Regions from separate parts of the Sus scrofa genome. Here region 1 is linked to region 2. The links are chromatin contacts, called in public Hi-C maps. All regions are on one chromosome and are shown on one strand. The core of a region is the stretch at or near the end of the contact, and the rest is flanking DNA. Distances in the headings are between cores, read along the strand shown. Region 1 overlaps IGF2BP1 (insulin-like growth factor 2 mRNA-binding protein 1). Region 2 holds the start of UBE2Z (ubiquitin-conjugating enzyme E2 Z).

The links. Hi-C and Micro-C count contacts between places; a contact is called where the count stands out from the background.
Region 1: a Hi-C map of epiblast stem cells shows a contact between it and region 2, with 1.9 times the contacts expected there. The contact joins the enhancer-like site here to the promoter of UBE2Z in region 2. A contact is called at or near these places in 2 of 5 promoter capture datasets (fetal liver and fetal skeletal muscle) and 3 of 47 Hi-C or Micro-C datasets (embryonic fibroblasts, epiblast stem cells and fetal skeletal muscle).

What each region holds. Positions count from the first base shown.
Region 1 is chr12:25,221,476-25,224,235 of Sscrofa11.1, forward strand. All of the region lies in intron 2 of IGF2BP1 (insulin-like growth factor 2 mRNA-binding protein 1), which reads left to right. Among named protein-coding and RNA genes, the nearest start is that of IGF2BP1, 26 kb to the left of the region's middle. Within about 2 kb of position 1,341, at least 6 of the 83 cell types and tissues checked have an H3K27ac peak or open chromatin away from gene starts, as enhancers often do. A contact at or near this core is called in epiblast stem cells, where this site is marked.
Region 2 is chr12:25,120,740-25,123,472 of Sscrofa11.1, forward strand. UBE2Z (ubiquitin-conjugating enzyme E2 Z) reads left to right here and starts at 1,333. Exons shown (of 7, transcript XM_021067113.1): 1 at 1,333-1,778. The coding sequence starts at 1,456.

The DNA.
Region 1 (2,760 bases), core at 91-2,590, 100 kb after region 2:
GTCTCTCCTGGAATCTCCCCCTGGGCCTGAAGAATGGTCACGTGGTCCCTGTGGCCCTCGTCCTCTGCTTGTCCCCAGCAACATTAGAAGGAGCATCCTTTCGGAGTTCCTGTTGTGGCTCAGTGGTTAAGGAATCCGACTAGGAACCCTGAGGTTGCGGGTTCAATCCCTGGCCTTGCTCAATGGGTTAAGAATCCGGCATTGCCGTGAGCTGTGGTGTAGGTCGCAGACGCGGCTCGGATCTCGCGTTGCTGTGGCTCTGGCGTAGGCCGGCGGCTACAGCTCCGATGAGACCCCTAGCCTGGGAACCTCCATGTGCCAGGGGAGTGGCCCTGGAAAAGGCAAAAAGACCAAAAAAAAAAAAAAAAAAAAAAAAAAAAAGAGGGAGCATCCCTTTCGTTGTGTATCTGGGGCACTGCCCCAGAGCCTGGTAACTACCCTGCTGGTCAGGGCAGGCAGAGGGGGTCAGAAGCCACAGGATATTGGCATCCCAGAAAAATGGTTAAGCTGGTGCAACCATTGCCTTCATTGCCAGGGGCTGGAGGCTTCATCCTTTCCCTCAACAGGTTTATCAGCTCTGGGGTGAGGGGGAGAGATGGCTTGGGAACCTCTGGGATTCTCTTGCTTTTCTGAACAATGGGTATTGAAGTTTAGGGTCCTGCTTGAGTGTGGTACCTGATTACCTGCAGTGGCTCCACTCTAACCCTGTGGAAGCCAGTGGACCCAGGAGTGCTGGAGTGAGGCCCTTTGGTTATTCCTGGGAGGAGGGGATGCGGGGTGGGACTCTAGGCTGTGGTGTTTCCTACTATTTTCCTCCCAATGCAGAAGCCTAACCATGTTGTTCTCACAGGTAGTGGCTCATTGTCAGTCCTGCCTATGCTAGTCTGGACACCTACCTATATTAGGCTCCTGGGGACGGGGACTGAGCCCGTGGCATGGTGGGCATTTGCTGTGCTTCGAGTCCTCACAAAAAAGTCCTACCCGTTTTCCACAGGAGGAAACTAAGGTACTGAGCAGAGAAGTCAGCAGGATCTCTTAGCTTCCACCCGATCCCCCAAATGCTCAGCGCAAGCCCCCAGCACGCTGCCCTGGCCCAGCTGGCACTGGGCATCCGGAAATGGGTAGGGTGAATGAGTTACTCAGGGGTTCCTGGAGGGGAGTACTAGGTACAGTTCCCAACATGGCCCCATGTGCTTTGAGCCTGAAAGAAAGGAGGTAGCAGCATACTTAATACAAACCAGGCCAAGGGCTTAAAAGACAAAGGTTCTCCATAGCCTCTGTGGTGTCTTTGTCAGGGTTGGGGGCTTTGCTGAAAGGTTCAGAGGCATGAAGGGGCCTGGCCTGGGTTCCCAGGATTGGGTGTGTGTGCCCTAGAGGGGTGGGGGAGGGCTGCCAGGATGTCTTTCATTGGTCGGGTGTCCCTGCCCTCCTCCCCCTCCTTCTCCTGGAACATTCCAGACATTCCAGACTGCCATGGCTTTCAGGATATGGATTAACATCCCAAACTGAGATTTGATTTCACCTCCCCATCCCCTCCCAGCTCCTCCCTACCCTGCAAAGAAAACCCCTAAAACTGAGAGTTGGGCTTTGGTAGAGGGTATTTGTGACCTTTGACCTGAGATTGTAGGAAGGGACACCCTTGAAAGGGTGCTGAGCTTGTGCAGGGGGCTGCTTTCAGCCCTCCCTGGTGCGGACTGCCAGGCAGGCCGCCACAGTGGGTGCTGTCCCCGCCATCCTTCTGGAAGAGTTTGCTTGAAGGGAGGTCCTCCCTCTGCCTGGCCAACCCTGTCACTGGCATGAAGGTAGATGGGTGTTCTCAGTTGGCCAACGGTGTTCTTCAGGAGTCTGGTTTTCTCTGTGTGAGGACCCCTGGATTTTCTTTGCCTATTTCATGACGAAGCGTGTTTGTATGGGAAATCCCACGTGCTGGGTCATGCAGATGCTTTGAGACTTCCTCTTGGCCAGTGAACTGGATCCCAGGAAGCTGGCCTAGTTTGGGACCTGAGGACCTGGAACAGGACTTGTTTTCTCACCTTTGTCCTTTTGTCCTGATCTAAGGAAGTTTTGTCTAACTTAGATCAGGTTCATGAACCAGCCAAAGCAGAGAGCCATCGACATAGATCCTCCAGCGCTTGTGCTACTTTCTCCTTAAGCTATTCCAACCTGGATAGGGATTTCATTAATGCATTTCCACCTTCAAAGCTGCAGGGCAAGAAGGGCTCTTCAAGACTCTTCCGTTTTTGAAGACACTTGGTCACAGGGATGAAGCCAAGATGGGAACATTTACAAGGAGAACTTGGCATCCCTTCCCTCGGTCCCATGTGTTCTCCGCACCCCTTCCCTCTAGCTTGGCAAGAGCCGCTGTGGACTTGACCTAGGAATACGGGGCCCGAAGTCAGAACAGCCAGTCAGGGGCAGTTTAAGGGCTAGACCTGGACTTCCTTGCCTCCCAGTTTCATTTTCCCTCATGCCGCCAGGATTTTGTTGGGCACCGTCCCTGATCTAAAGAGTTTGTGTACAAGGAATATGCAAGGACGTAAGTGATAATTGACCGGTGAGAATCAAGTCAATTGAAATGTTTAAGCTCAGGGATTAGGGCATTGATTTGGGGGGTGAACAAATTAATTGCTCTGGGAATCAACCTTGAACCTTGAAAGCCTTCCTCAGGGAAAATTTTTTTAAGGGGCATTTGAAATTTGGGAAGGAGAAAGGGTAGTAAACTGGGAGGAGGGAAAGGGGTGGTCATGGTGCTGGGGGTTG
Region 2 (2,733 bases), core at 83-2,582:
TCGCATTGTGTCACAACGGAAACAAATCCTGCTAGTATCCACAAGGATGCAGGTTTGATCCCTGATCTCGCTCCGCGGGTCAGGGATCTGGTGCTGCCATGAGCTGTGTGCAGGTTGCAGATGCAACTCGGATCTGACATTGCTGTGGCTGTGGTGTAAACCAGCAGCTGCAGCTCCAATTCCACCCCTAGCCTGGGAACCTCCCTGTGCCAGGGGTGTGGCTCAAAAGCAACAACAACAACAAAAAGATTAACTTAAAAAACGGTATTTTAGCTCTCAATAAATGCTGGCCATTATCATTCAACTCCACAATCCCTTGTTGGAAAATTCACAAAGATGTGTAAACACTTCTTTATTTTAAATAAACAAACTTGGTGGCAAAATATAATCTAAAGTGAGGCTATTCGTCAGACGTATTATGAATAGTCATTATCCAAATTAGGATGAATACTCATGCGCTTTGCTGCAGAAATATCCGCAGGTTTGGTTACTGAGTGCTGCCCCTCCAAGTCCTGGTGGGAGTGGTGTGTTAGATTATGATCCTGTACTCTTGCTAGGGAGAAAAAAGAAAGATTTTTTTTTTTTTTTTTAATGGAGGGCTTGTTTTTCTTAGTCCATAGTGTTCTTTTTCATGTTATACATTTCAGTGAAGTCCTGAGGAGTCTTCCCAGGATTTAAACTTGATTCCTGCATATTCAAGGACTTGTGTGAAGAAATACTGAGCTTGGAGGCCTGATTTTCTTCTTTTTACCAAGCTTCTCTAGGTCTGTTTCATTATCTCTATGGCAACGCCTAGCAACAGTGCCTGGCATTTAGCAGGCCCTTCATAAATATATACTGGATAGACTCTAAAACGAGGTAGTTTTCCAGTCGTAGGTTCTGAGTCCTTCTTTCCTCCCGGTCCTGTTGCAGGCAGGGGGCAATGGCAGCCTGCCCTCCGTGGGTAAGGGTGCAGGAAGGATAAATCAGAGACTTTCAGACAGGAAGCGAATCAACTCCTCTACTCGGCGCCTCCCTACAAGGAAGCTGAATCCCCAATCTTACCCCTCGGGCACGTCTCAGGGTCGCCTCTGTAAATGGGGGAAGTGGTCGTCCCCTCCTCTCTTTCAACACTTGGAAATAAAACATTCCTTGCCATTGGGCACTCAACTGCACCTAAGAGTCGGGACACGCCTCAGACCCTCCTCCCGCAAAGCGCGGGCCCGACGCAGGCCCAGTTCTCTCTTGGACGACGAGCTCCGACCCCCGCCCGCCCTGGAGGACTGTGGGTGGACGCTCTTGCAGAGCGCCTCTCGCTGGTCGGGGCGGGGGTGGGCGGAGCCAGCGCCACCCGGGCCGTGGAAGCGGAGGGTGGGGACACTCTGGCCCGGCTCTCGGTGGTGCGGGAGCGGGAGGGAGCAGCGGCCGCTCTGGTCGGCGGACGTGCAGCCGAGCAGTCCCGGAAGCGAAGGAGCGATGGCGGAGAGTCCGACCGAGGAGGCGGCGACGGCGACGGCGGGAGCCGGGGCGGCGGGCCCCGGGGCAAGCGGCGTCGCCGGTGTTGTTGGCGTTAGCGGCAGCGGCGGCGGGTTCGGGCCGCCTTTCCTGCCGGATGTGTGGGCGGCGGCGGCGGCAGCGGGCGGGGCCGGGGGACCGGGGAGCGGCCTGGCTCCGCTGCCCGGGCTCCCGCCCTCGGCCGCTGCCCACGGGGCCGCGCTGCTTAGCCACTGGGACCCCACACTCAGCTCCGACTGGGACGGCGAGCGAACCGCGCCGCAGTGTCTACTCCGGATCAAGCGGTGAGCCGGGGTTTTTCCTCCCCCAGCCCGAGCTCCGGAGCTCGACCTTCCCCGCCCCCCACCCTTTCCCACTACCCCCCCCCCCGGCCGCCTCCGCGCTGCCCTCGCAGCAGCCCAGCTCCGAGGCCCACGTCTCGCCTGCCCAGAGTGTCGGGCTACCGGTCCCCTTTCCCCCGCCCCCAGTCCCACACGCACCAAGCCCCTCCTCGGGTGCCCAAGTCCGACCCCGCCCCTCGGCAACCTCCCCCGAGCCCTACGCCTCCAGTCCGGACACCCTCCCCCATACCTTCCGACCTCCCGCCCGAAACCCGACCTTTGCGCGCCTCAGTAACACCCCCTCCCGCCCACCGCGCCGCCCCTCTCCCCCCTTCCCCACCCCAGGCTTGCTAGATGCTGCCCGGAGGCCCCACCCAGCGGTCCCCTGCGTCGTCTCCTCCGGAGCCCCGTTTGTAACACACAGCTTGCTTTGCCGGGCCTGGGACTCCAGGCCAGCCTGGCTATTTATTCCCGGCCTCCTCACATCCCTTCCACTTAGTTCCCTCCCCAAGTCTCGGTCACTTCCCCCAAATGCCCGAGGTCTTCCCTTGCACCACTTTTCCAGAACCCCAAAAGCTGTCTACTCGCACACCTGTTCCAGGAACTCAGGCTTCCTCCTCCCCACCCCCCCAGTCTCACTTTGGCTTGTAATGTCCCACGCAAGACTTTCTTTTCTGTGTTCTTTTTTTCGCCTTGGGTCATGTAGTTCACTTTCTGAAGCAAATAGACCCAAGTCAAATATAGGAACAAAGGCCCAGGTCCTTTCTGTGCTTATTTCTTGGGTGACTGATCTTAGATCCTATCATCTAATAGATAATGTTTTTGCGAAATTGCTTAGCATAGTGGGTATCACATTAGAACAGGGAATGCTTTTTTAGCTGCTCTTGATCCTGAAACCTGTCTGCTGATGGCCAGAGTC